Linked DNA regions of Rattus norvegicus: region 2 is linked to region 1. Evidence: chromatin contacts called from public Hi-C data. All regions are on one chromosome and are shown on one strand. Each heading gives the region's core, a stretch centred on a gene start, on an enhancer-like site or on the middle of the called end of the contact. The rest is flanking DNA. Distances are from core to core; before and after follow the strand shown.

Evidence for each region. A called contact is a pair of places that touch in the nucleus more often than the background predicts.
Region 2: a Hi-C map of psoas muscle shows a contact between it and region 1, with 2.2 times the contacts expected there. The contact joins the promoter of Pop7 here to the promoter of Irs3 in region 1. A contact is called at or near these places in 1 of 12 Hi-C or Micro-C datasets (psoas muscle) and 1 of 1 datasets of contacts at active chromatin or transcription factors (oligodendrocytes).

Annotation. Positions count from the first base shown.
Region 1 is chr12:24,685,235-24,692,027 of GRCr8, reverse strand. It overlaps Irs3 (insulin receptor substrate 3), which reads right to left and starts at 2,098. Exons shown (of 2, transcript NM_032074.1): 1 at 1,481-2,098; 2 at 1-1,310. The coding sequence starts at 1,910. The coding sequence ends at 256. It also overlaps a transcript of Agfg2 not described here.
Region 2 is chr12:24,824,815-24,831,307 of GRCr8, reverse strand. Pop7 (POP7 homolog, ribonuclease P/MRP subunit) reads right to left here and starts at 5,147. Exons shown (of 2, transcript NM_001105918.1): 1 at 4,955-5,147; 2 at 4,106-4,755. The coding sequence starts at 4,745. The coding sequence ends at 4,323.

The sequences.
Region 1 (6,793 bases), core at 849-3,348:
GTGGGGGTGCAGAGAGATGTTCTAGTACTTTCTCTTAAGAGTCTAATTTCTTTGGAGCACTTCTTCCTGAGGTGTTTCTGAGGCGGTACAGCTGGAAGAGACAGAGCAGGCAAGGGGGCAGCATAGCACCTCACAAGGCCTCAGAGTCCCTGGCTCCTATGTGCAGAAGCTGAGCTGAACAGTGCTAAGGTTTTCTCTTCTTTTCCTCTCTTCCCTAACCAATGCTTGGTTCTCCTCCCCTATCTTCTGAAAGTTCTAGAACTTGATGCTGGCATAGCTATGTGGACTATTCCCTGGGGCCGCTCCAGGAACCTCCAGGGGAGGGACTAGGTCCAGGTCCACATAGTTGAGGCAGCTGTCCAGAGACCCCAGCCTAGCACTGGGATAGTCAGGGATGTACATGTAGTCCCCAGAGAGCTCTGACCCTTGGGAAGAGCGGGGCTGAGCCACCGTGGGTCTCCATCTGTCCCTAATGCTACACTGGGCACTAGAATGCCCATGTTCAGGCTCCCTGGCCTTGAACTCGTAGTAAAGAGGCCCCGGTAAAAATCTGTTCATGGGCATATACTCTGTGCTCTCACAATCCTCAGGCTCCTTTCTGGGATCTACCCTGGGAGGGGTGGGGGGAGGGAGACCTGGGGGCGCCATCCACATGTACTCAGCAGCTTTCCCCCCCATGTGCACATAGTCATTCCTCATTCCCATGGCGATGTAGTCCCCACCCAGATCTGGCCCCCTGTAGGAGGGTGCTGACCCCATCCTTTCCAGTGGATTGACGTAGTCCTGCTTCGCTCTCTCACCCGGACTTCTCGCTTGTGCTGCCAGTGCCAAAGCAGGGATCTCATATGGTGCTGGGGCAGGGACTGCAGAAGCCCCCTTTGGAGAATCTCCCAGCGGTGCCTCAGCTTTGCCACTGGCTGCACTGCTCCCCAGTCTCTTCATGGCAGCCAGGACGGTCTCATGAATGCTTTGGGCCACCACTGCATCAGGGGCCTGCAGCCACAGCTCACCAGGACCTATGGGCGCTGAGCGCCCGAGTTCCAGGAAGAAAAAGGAATCTGCGTGGCCGCAGCGGCGCACACTGAGCAAGGACAAGCGCAGGACTGGTGGTGGCGTTGCCCGGCTGTCTCTGGAGCCTTTGCTTCCCGGCTTCCGCAGGAGGCTCAGGGCCCCAGAACCCAGGCACAGGCGATAGCTGCCGCTGCTCAGGCCTGGTGCTCTCCCCAGCCCCTTGGACCGCAGTGTCACAGGCCAGACGTCCTGGAACGGGGCGAAGATCCAAGACTCAGGGGCCTCTTGGGGGCTGAAACCTGGAGAGAATGGGCAAGTCACTGGGAGGCTGGGGTAGGGTCACCGAGTCCCAGGTGACCAAGACGTGTAAAAGCTTAAGATTTGAACCTTTGTTGATCCTGAGAGAAATGGGTTCAAGATAAACTAAGTCAGCAACCCCTGACCTCCCCGTAGCTCACCCAGGGCTCACCCATAGCGGTGGCAGCAGCTGCAGCGGCGGTGGCGCGCACCTCGAGCAAGGCGCTGTACCATGTTTGCTGCTCTGCTTCACTGGCCGCCGCCACGCCCAGGCTGCTGTCGCTGGTATAGATGACGATCAGGTGGCGCTGACGGGCATCCGCGCGCTTGCTAATAGTGCAGGCACCTTCCAGGCTAACGGTACGCCGGGGTCGAGGTGGGCGGCAGCCGCTGGCCAAGAACTTCTTCTCGCTCTCATAGCACTCCAGCCGTGGTGGGTCAGCACGCAGCACGAAAAAGCGGCGGCGCTGGGACTTCTGCTTCCTCAGATGGCCACAGAGCCGCACGTCGGGCGGGCAGGGCCAAGGAAACGGCGGGCCGAGGGACACGTCGGTGGACTCGCCCCCAGAGGAGACTGTGGGGCCCGTACCTGCAGGGTTCATCTCCAGCCAAAGGCAGTAAACTGTCCTCAGAAGGACTAATTTGAATGGGTCCTGTCCCCTGAGCTACCACCGGCTTGGGACAAGTTGCAATCTTGGGAAGATTGCAACCGGCCTAGCTGCCCTGCATCTCTCCACGCCCTCTCCTGACTTGGAGTGGGCAAGGAGCCTGTACAGGGTGCGTGTGTCCCAGTGGCCAGTGACACCAGGACTCCTAGGTCTAAGGGAGGCTGATCCAACTGGGTCAGCCTCCTTGTTGGAATCTCCACCCCCTTCAAGTTAACCCTCCCACGCCCCGAGTGCAGGAAGTTGAGTTTAGGATTCATAGGCTAGAGTAGGAGTCCTGCACCGCTGGGACCGAACTTTCACAGGGGCGGGGAGTGAGGGGGGTGCGTCTCTACCAATCAGCTGACTGGATATGGGGGTGGAGGAGTACCGCCAGCGGCAGCCTGGGGCAATCTCGAAAGCCCGAAAGTTAGAAAGCCAGGGTGCAGAAGCAGCTGTAGTTAGCAGTGGTGGCACCAGCGATTAGAAGAGCGGCCTAGCGGGCCATCCTGAGAGCAGCGGTTCTCCAGGCAGGAGCCACCTCACTGAGCCTCTACTTGTCGGTCCTCGGTGTTCTTTCCCTTCCGGCTCAGAGACGATGCTTGTGCTTTTGCTTCAGGGACCGTGGCTGCTGAGCCATACGCAGAACTCTGACTCTTTGATGAGTTTGCATAGCACAGGATAGGGAAACCCTGGTCTCTGGTTACCGACCGTTCCCACCAGATTCTCACGCATGCAAACGGCCACTGAAAGACACTTGAAAAAGGAGTTAGTCTTTCCGGGACACCTTCCTAAAAGTGCCCCTCACCACCATCAAGCCAAAATGCGAACCCGAACCTGACGGTGGCTGTGGTCACAGAAGCCTGGATCCTGTGGCAGATGTCCCAGTAACCCTTTGCATCCTGAGAGGTTTGGGTGGGGCTGGAGATCACACACCACGAATGCACATACTTGTGCGGGCCGGAAGACAGCCTCTGCTATCATTCCTCAAGAGCTATCCCTCTTGTTTTCTAGGCAGGCTCATTGGCCTGGAACTCGTCTAGTAGGCTAGGTTAGTGGTCCTGGAAGCCCCAGGCATAGCATGTCTGACTCCACTTCCCCTGCCTGGGGTTACAGTGCGTGCTACCACACCCAGCTTTGAAAATATTTAGTATGTGTGTGGTGCAGGTTGCCTCTTGCGTGTGGTTGCAGGACAACTTTTGGAAGTGGGTTCTTGCTTTCCATCTTTTTGAGGCAGGGACGCTCTCTGTGTACTTCAGGCATGCTGGCCTGAGAGCTTTAATGATAGTAGTGGTTGGGGTTTTGCGTGCGTGCGTGCGTGCGTGCGTGCGTGCGTGCATGTGTGTTTCTCTGAGCCCTGGCTGTCCTGGATCTCAGCGATCTGCCTGCCTCTGCTTTCTGAGTATTGGGATAAAAAGCATGTACCCTGCTGGAAGTCTTCTATCTTGCTCTAGGAGTATGGGGAATATGATGCAAGCCATGAATTCCACTTTTTAATGTGGATTCTGGTGATCAAATTTGGGCTATTGGGTTTGAACGGACCAACTGAACCATGTCCCCAGCCCCTGGGATATTTTGTTTCTCTATATTAGGGTCACAAGGGTGAGGGAGTGGCGTGACTCATTCTGTCAGACAAAGCTTAGCTGACAAGTCATGGTGCCTTAGCAGACCTGGCATTCCCTAATGAATGCGTGGCCAGCAAAACCCATGCGGGGAAAGACGAACTTATAGAAGAGAAGGCCAACCTGTGAGACCCTGGAAGGGTATTTTGGGGAGGGGCTCCCTTAGGTAAGGAACCCATCTACCAAGTAAACAGAACCAAGACAACCTGGGTCTTTTTCTCAGGATAGTTCAAGGGCAGCTCAAGCAGAGGCCTAGGGCTTATCTGTGATCTTCAGTACTGTAGAAATCATTGCAGCAGTGAAGTGATGTCTGTCTGTCTGTCTGTCTGTCTGTCTCTTTCTCAAATCAGGGTTTCTTTGTGAAGTCCTGGCTGTCCTGGAATTCTCCTTGTAGACCAGGCTGGCCTCAGACATCTGCCTACCCATGCCTCCCAAGTGCTGGGCTGAAAGGCGTTCACCACCATCATCTGTCTGGTTGACATCCTTGAGCACCTTTTCGGGTGTGCATGAGGGCAGACACCCATGTCAACAAGCAACATAGGTCTGGGCATCTAGTGCCTGAGGCCTGCCCCAGATGCCTCCCAACTGGGCAGAGCCCCACCCAGGGCTGAAAGAAATGCTCAGAGGTCAGTTGGTAAACAGTGGAAGATGGCCCCGTGAATAATGCACTCGTGCAAGTTTGAGACTTGAGCTGGGTACTCAGGATGCACAGAGAGCTGGACATGGTAGTGCACAGCCTTAAAGCCGGGGCCCCTGAGTGAGAAGGGTAGTGGAGACAGGGTGGTTTTCAGAAGCTCTCTAGCCTGCAAGTCTAGAGCATGCAGTGGTGTACAAGACTCTACCTCAAGGAAACTTGAGTTGAAGCTATCCAGGAATGGTCTCGTCCCATCTTCCCGCCTCCCTGGTTATCTTGCAAACATCTGTCCTTGTGAAATCACATCTGCTGTCACAGACTGCTCCAAGCGCTCTGTGTCACTCAGCCCTGGAGTGCTGGGTAAAAGATAAAGCAGGAAGCAGCAGCCACCGCAGGACCTGCTGTGGACTAACAGAGAGGAGGTGAGCACTAGGGAAGCCGTACCAGGTGACTTGATCTGCTGGGTACCAGAAGCCTGGTGCACCTCAGTTGCTATAGCAACAACTCTGCTTTGAGTTCTACCTAAGCACATATTTTATTATTATTATTATTATTATTATTATTATTATTATTATTTAGTAGTAGTAGTAGTAGTAGTAGTAGTAGTAGTAGTAGTAGTAGTAGTACACTGTAGCTATCTTCGCCTCACACCAGAAGAGGGCATCAGAAGTCACTATGTGGTTGCTGGGATTTGAACTCAAGACCTCTGGAGGTGGTGCCAGTGCTCTTAACCACTGAGCCATCTCTTCAGCCCCCTATTTCCTAGTTCTGGAACCCCAGCAACTCAGGAAGTAGAATATTTGAGGCTCTGCTAGATTGGGGGCACCACACTTGTTAGCAGGAGTAGGAACCCTGGGGAGAGCATGTGGGATAGCCTTGATTCTTCTGTGTGGTGGGGGTGGGGTGGGAGTAAGCTATATAAGGAGGCTTAGCACCCACAGAAACTGCCAATGGGTGATTGGTTGACAGACAGACCTGAGCGAGAGTGGCGGTCGTCTGCATAGCCTAGCTAGAGCATCGTCCAGGGGCTGTGCAGAGAGAAGGACGTGGCCATACATGTATGACCGAGTATGTTGTTCCTGCCAGCCCCTCCCACCCGTGTGCATATGTGCGAGTATTTGAATCCGTCCAGATTTACAGCAGTCAGGTGAGGCTGTGCAGAGAGGAAAAACAAGCCTACTCGTCTCATTTCTTCCACCGATTAGGGATCTTGCCACTGGTCTGAGAGGTTAGATGGAGGAGGGCTGCTAAGCCCTTCCTTGCCAAGGCCAGTGGCTTCAGTCCCAGCCTCGGCCCAGGGAAAGTTTGAGGCCAGAGTCCACGTCAGACAGAGGGACAGGAAGGAGGGAGAAGGCTAGGAGGACCTGGGCCCACGAGGCAGGCAGGGACCCTGGAATCCCTGGAATGTGGGATTTATACATAGGGCAAAGTGGCCTCGTTTTCTAGGGCCCTTTAAGACGAAAGTTATCTGGAGCCAGAGTGCTCCAGGGACACTGCGTTATTAAAAAACAAAACAAAACAAAAAACAACCAAAACCAAAACTTTGCCCTTACTCCTGGCTTCAAGCAGAATGGGGGGAAAGAGAAGGCCAGAGACATTCCTGTTTTGGTGAGGAGGCACCTTGTGAAACTGTGCGGTGGCATGTCAGAAATTCAGTCATACTTGTTTCCACAGTGTGCTCGAGGCCAGCCTGGGCTACACAGTGAGTTCCACTCAAGCCAGAGCTACACAGCCTTTGTGATTATGTCTCAAAAAATAGCACCAGCAAAAACCTGGGAGGAGCAGCCTAGCGTGGGGGCACATAACCTTCAGGAGGCAGGCAGCAGAACTGAGTGTCTGAGGACAGCCAAGCTATATATGGAGACATAAGGTAGGGGGAACAGACTGACGTTATAAAGATGAGAAAAGAAACAGAAAATATGGAAAAATCTAGTACAAAGGCTAGGGGCCAGCTGGGTGACCTCCCTCCCCCACCCCTCCCAGGAGAGGGAAGGAGGGGAGAGGCTAGGCTAGAGGGAAACAGGAGGGATTGAATCTTACTGCAGAGGGCAGGCCAAGACTGGCTTAGCAAGAGCTAGAGATCTTCCCAGAAACGTCTATAAAGCAAAGGAACTGATAACTTAATTCCCACATCCCTTTGCTGGTCCCTACGGAAGGACCAGAGAAATCTTAAGAATGAATAGTTTAAAGGGCCAGGAACTCTTGGCGGAGGTCTGCAGGGCGGGGCCTCGCTGTACACAGCAAGGCCAAGGCCCAGGTCGCTGCTGCAGGGGAGTGTTTATCCTGTGCGCAAGCGGCCCAGACACCTGGCCGCTGACACTGTAGCCTCTGGTAAGGAACTGCTGGAGGTGCTGAGAGCACGGAGGGGGTCTGTTTACTTCTCAAAGCCACACTCCAGCAGCCCGTGGCACCTTCCAGTCCCAGATCGGGACCCTCACTGTCCGTCGCGTCTTCTCGCTAACAGAGGGTGCGCAGTTCAGCCTTTGCTTGAGGTCACGTGTTTATCAGCCCAGGCAGCGAAGATCGGAAGATCCAAGTCAAGGCTCAGTCATGTTGACTGACTTGTGTCCACTCCAGCTGGCACA
Region 2 (6,493 bases), core at 3,898-6,397, 140 kb before region 1:
GCCCACATTCACACAAACCCCCATAAACCCATATGTACATGACCAAATGAGTTCGTACAGGGATCTCCTGGAACCTATGGCCACCCTCTCACCTCTAGACTTCTTAAAATACAGACCACTATGTAGCTGATAGATGTGCTGTTTTGCTTAGGGGATAATGGTAAGAAAACAACAGGCGGATAGGTTTGCTTGGACAGCGTTTTGCTATGCAGTCCTGGCTGGGCTGGAAACAGTCTATGTAGAGCAGGCCGGTCTTCAACTCACAGAAGTCTACCTGCTTCTGCCTCCTGAGTGTAGGGATGAAGATTCTGTAGTACCACAGCTGGAAGGTTGGTTCGTTTTTGAAGATTGGTTTTGTTTTAAATTATGTGTATGTCTGTGTACGGGTATTCGAGAGTAGGTGCAAGTTCTATGGAGGTATGGGAGGGCCTCAGATCCCTGGGAACTGGAGTCACAGACAGTTGTGAGCCACTCAACACGGGCGCTGGGTAGTACTCGAGTCACCTGCAAGAACAGTGCCGCTGCCAGTCACTGGGCCATCCCTCCAGCACATCGCCACATTAGGTATTGAGCCAAGAGTTCCAGGAATGAACTGCACGCACTATGCTCCCCCTGTTGTTGTCTGCGTACAAATAGATGGGTTTCACTGCGGCAGTTTCTTTATAGCTTATCAATAGATATCGAGACGGGATCTCATTTATCCCAGCCTAGCCTTAAACTCACCGTGGAACCCAGGATAAGCTTTAGGTCCTGATCTCCTGCTCCCACGTTCCAAGGGTTGCTATTACAGATTGTGATACCATATTCCATTGATGAGATGCTGGGGATAAAACCTAGGGCTTTGCATGTGGTAGACCAGAACTCCAGCACTGAGCTCCGTCTCCAGCCTTTTCCTGTGATGGTTTTATACATACATACCTATGCTGTCTTCTCATCCACCCTCCCCCATTGCCCTCCCTGATGCTCCCTCTCTTCTTGCTGACTCCTTCCTCACCAAACAACTTCATGTATGTATGTATGTGTATATACATATATTCCTTATTAATTTAATATATTAATATTCATATATTTATTTATGTTCTCTCCTTTTATTCCCCTTTCGCCTTCCTAGCACCCACAGGAGGGCTGAGGGAGCAGAGACGGGGATGCCTGAAGCTTGATGGCCAGCTCAACGGCATTGATAAGTTATTAGTTTAGTGAGACCCTGTCTCAAAAGTAAGATAAAGAGTGATTGAAGAAGATACAGAACATCAACCTCTGTCCTTCACACACACAAACACGTACACACACACACATGCACGCACACATCCACGCACACATGTACATATGCGCGCACACACTAATAAATAAATAAATCTGCACTCTATATATGGAGGGAAAACACATGCTTTTTTTTTCTGAGTCTGGCTTTTTCCACTCACTGATCTCTTGCTCCCTCCACCTTCCTGCAAATGTCATAATTTCATTTTTCTTTACAGTAAAGTAAAATCCCATTTTGTATGTGAGTCATATTCTCCCTCTTCGTAAAACATGTTTAAATCTCAGTTTGTGTGTGCGTTCATGCATGGGCTCATAGCCTCTGATCAAAGAGGTCAACTTGTAGGAGTCAGTTCTGTCCTTCTCTATCTGGGTCCTGGCGATCAGCCTTTCAAGCTTGGAGGCGAGAGCCTTTGCCATCTGACCTACCCTGGACCACGTTTTCTTTATCCCCTCAGTTATGGCTACACACCTATGCTGGTGTTGTGTCTTGGCTACTGTGCGTAGCGCGGCGACAGACATGGATGGGTAGGAGTTCCTGGTGGATACTGATTACAGCCCTTTGATTATATGCCAAGGCCGGGTCACGTGGTAGTTGTGGTTGTTCCTTCAGCTTTTGAAGAACTCTCCATACTGATTCCCATCGTGGCTGTGCCAGTTCACCCCCACCCCCCGCCCTCACCAACCATGTTTTAGGGTTCCTCTTTCCCCTACATCCTTCCCAGTATTTAAGTTTGTTTGCTTGACAGCCATCCTGACTAGAATGTAATGCATTTTTAATTAGCATTTCCTGATAGCTAAGGGTGTTTTTTTTTTTTTTCAAATATTTATTGTCCAAGCTATTACTTTGCACTCGCTCCCCGCCCCTCTTGGTGAGATAGTGGTGTACATCTCCAGAGGCAGGCTGAGCTCTATGAGTTTAAGGCCAGCCTGGTCTTACAGAGCGAGTTCCAAGACACCTAGGGCTGCACAAAGAAACCCTGTCTCCGAAAAAAAAATTATATCTGTATGTGGTTTTTTTGTGAGTATTACCTGTGCATCATGAGAGTGCCTGGAGCCCACGGAGGCCAAAAGAGGATGCTGGATGCCCTGGCACTGCAGGAGCCATGTGGGTTCTGGGAATTGAACTGGAGTCTGGAAAAACAGCTGGTGTTTTTGACCACCGAACCCATCTCTCCAGTTCCTGCTTTGAGTACTTTCTATTCAGCTTATTAGTTCTTTTTTTTTTTTTTTTTTTTTTGGTTCTTTTTTTCGGAGCTGGGGACCGAACCCAGGGCCTTGCGCTTCCTAGGTAAGCGCTCTACCACTGAGCTAAATCCCCAGCCCCAGCTTATTAGTTCTTTAATTAATGATTTATCTTCTGTGATCTGCGGAGATCTTTGTAATTCTAGGCATTAATCTCCTGTCCGATGCATGGGTGGCAAAGGTTTTCTCCAAGTGTATAAGCGTCTCTTCACTCTGCCGGTTTGCTTTTGAAACAGAGTCTCGCTCTGGAGCTCAAACTGACCTTAAATTAACTATGTAGCCCAGGTTGGTCTCAAACTCGCAACCCTCCTGCCTAAGTGTTGAGATAATATGTGTATGTGATCAGACCCGGACCCGCTGGTTTTTCAGAAACACACCTGTGAGCCACTGTGTAGCTCCTAGAGCCATCCAACATGTCTCCAGAGAAAGCTTTCAGAGTTGGTTTTCTTCCATTATGTGGGCTCTGAAGGATTAAACTCAGGCTGTCAGCTTTGCCTTTACCCACCCCTGGAGCCATCTTGGCAGCCCCTCCAATTCCTCTTTTTGTATTTCGTCTGGGCCCCTAGCCCATGGAATGGTGCCATCCACAGAAAGAGCAGACTCTTCCTCAGTTAAACACATGCCCAGAGGTGTGTCTGCTAGGCGATTTTTAGATCGCAGCAAGCTGGCGAGAAAGATTACACAGCTGAACCAGGTCGATCTCAGACTCTACACTACAGAGGCCAGAAACGTACAGGCTCTTCAGAAGCAGGAAGTGTGACAGTCAAGACTGTCCGTTCAAGAGCTGAGGTGCAGTTCAGCAACAATAGACTTAGTGTACAAGGGCCCTAGGTTTAACTCCAGCAAAAAAAAAAAAAAAAAGCTGTCAGTTCAGGGAAGCTTAATCCTTAGAAGGCTAGGCTTCATCTTAAAAGGAAAAAAAAAACAAGTTTTGATGTGTTTGTGAGTACGGGTACATGTGTTAACAGTACACATGTAAGTCGCCTTCCACTTTGAGACGGGGTTTTTTGTTAATGTTTATGCCGGAGCAGCCAGCCCACAAGCTAGAGAGGACTCTCCTGTCTCTGCCGCCCATCTCACTGTAGAACCATGGTAATTAGATTCACGTGCTACAGTGCCTAGAATAAAATGAGTTCTGGGTATCAAATACTCATGGTTGTTTGACAAGTAAGTGCCTTTCCTATTGAGCCATCTCCCCAATCCTCCCCCGTCATAATTCTTGGGGTTCCTAGGGATCGAACCTGGGGCCTAAATTGATGCTAGGCAACTAGGTAACACAATTTCCTCGCTGAATTAGATCCACAGTCCTTCACCTTGAAAACTTCTCTTTTCCCAAGCCTGGTAACTATGAGAGCCTGAGACAAACCAGCTGGAGCTGGCTCAGTAGGTGAGTCTGCTCTCTAACCTTCCTGAGTGCACACTGTAACAAGTTAAGCTTCTGTGTTACACTCAACAAACTCCTTATTTGTCATATTGTGGTCTAAGGTGGGTTCCTTTCCTGTGGCCTAAATATTTGCAAAGTTTCCTACCCCATTCAAGTACACACAGGAAGAACCATCCCTATTCAAGCACACTAGGAAGAAGAGACCATTCGAAGCCCGGTACCAACACAACTTAACATTTTATTATATGGGACAAGGAAGATTCGCTTCTCGGGCTCTCCGTTTCCAGTTCTCTACGCTGAGATAACAAGCTCTGAGAAGCGGTCCATGACAGAACTCAGAACAAGAGCCATACGAACCCCTAGAAACCTCAACCACATGAAGCCTGGATGTGTGTGCACAAAGGACTTGGTGGATGAAAAGTCAGCTTGATTTCAGTTACTTGGGCGTGACCCTGAAGACTCGGATGTGGATGGCTGAGTTGTTCCTGATCCTAGTCAGTGGCTCTCGAGAGTCAGTCTCTGGCTCCAACTCATCCACCAGCTCCACCGTGGAGGTATTAGCAGCCACCTGTAGGGACCCAAAGCTGCCTGCCTGCAGCTGCAGGGCGATGTTGATGGCACGGTTGATGGCCAGGCCCAAGCCATGAATGTAGATTTCAGTGCATGCGTTCTGCCCCCTAGTGCCTCCGTCCAGCAGCTTTTGGCAGCGAGCTAGCTGAGCCTTAAAATCAGTCTTCATGTTGACATAAATATCATTGGGCCTCCGCGGCAAGCGGTGGGGAAGTCGTTTCCGAAGGGTGTACTCCACGGGGTCCAGCTCAGCCTCGATGGCACCGCGGGGTTCTCTGTTTTCTGCCATGCTCTAAGTCCTGGCATGGAGAAGGAACGAGATTCAGGAAGAATGACAGAATCCTTTTCTGCCCAGCTTTCTAAGGGTGCAACCAGAAGGGGGCGCCCTCAACGCCCTCTTCCTTCCTAGCGTCTCAATCCCTTCCACTTCCGCTTTCTCCACTCCCAGTTTTAATTCATTCATCACGTGGCTCCCATTCCCGGCGTTTCCACGCCTACCTTCTTCCCTCCACAGTGCCCTTCACTCGTGTGAACCTCGCCGACCGATCCAAGTGGACCCCGCTGCCCACGATATGCAGAATAAAGAATCCGAACAGGAACGCCAGGCAGTCTCTTCAGCAAGGGCTACACACTGCGCACGCGTGTCCCCGCTCCAAGCCGGAATCCATAAGCTTGTGGCCTTCTGGGCCTCCGTTCTCTCCGCCCCTTTTCTCGTGCGCGTGTGCGAGGGAATTAAGTCTCGCGAGATTTGTGAATTCGAAGCGTTCTATTCTTGAGCGCTTGGAAGGGCGGGACTAGCTAGCAGAGGCGGGATTTATTGACAGAGGCGGGCCCAAGAGAGGCGTGGTGTGGATCACCCAGTTTTCCCCTCCCCTGGAGGGGCGGGACTCATGGATCTAGGCGGGAAGCAGGGTTGGTAGAAAGGGTTCGGAACTTCAGCCCGGGGTCAGCCTTGGAGCTGGGATCGCCCAGGGGCCGGAAGTCTGTAATCACTTCAGAGCAGTGGAATTGACAGCTGACCTCCCGCCCGAGGTCCTGGGAGATCCGGAAGCCGACAAATCGAAGGGATCGAGTTAAGGCCGGATGTCCACAATGGGCTCCTCCCTCTGCAAGGGACCCACATTAGGTGCCAAGCGTTTGCAGCTTCCCGCCACACCTCTTAACTGTCTTCTCCCGCCGCACTCAAGCTGCTCCTCCATGACCGGCAATCATGACCAGCCGCTCCCTGGTGGAAGGGACAAGAACTGCAGTACTTGGGTTCCTAACCCCTTAAAGTTAGTGAGGACTGGATCTCTGCCCAGATTGTTAAAGCCTTTGGACAGTTCCCTGCAGATGTGAGTGAGACCTGTATTTAGGACCTCGTCCTATAGCTCCAGACCACTTACGTAGGTAGAATCTGATTGAAGGCTGGAAAGAGAACTGTGCACCCTGCTGTATAGCCAACCTTGAAGTTGATTCCCCTGCCTCCACCTTGTGAGTGTCAAGATTATCGAGCACTCACTCAACTGAGCTACAACCCATAACTCTTGGGATTTCGGTTAAAGTGGAAGGTTTAACATTTTAGACCTTAGTTCGCTCCAAGTTGATCTATATATTTAATGAACATTTTAGGGGAACCTCAGGAAGAGTTGCACATATAAACCAAAATATCTTTTTTGTGGTGGGGAGGATAGGGTTTAACTATGTAGCTCAGGCTAACCTAAAACTCATGCTCCTGCCTTGGCCTGCTAGTGTTGCAGGTGTGCATGACTGCACCATATTAATGTGTTTATCCTAAAACTTGTGGCAAATAAATAGACTGAATTTAATAATTTTGTATTGTTGTTGGACTCATAGTCATCTCAGCAATTAAGAGCACTTGCTGCTCTTCAAGATGACTCCCAAAGGATCTAGGTTTGGTTCCCAGTACCCATGTTGGGTGGCTAACAGTCATCTGTAACTCCAGCTTCAGGAGAGCTGATGCCCTCTTCTGCCCAGACACAACAGGGCACATATATAAAAATTTAAATATATATTTACTTTTACAGCTATGGGTAT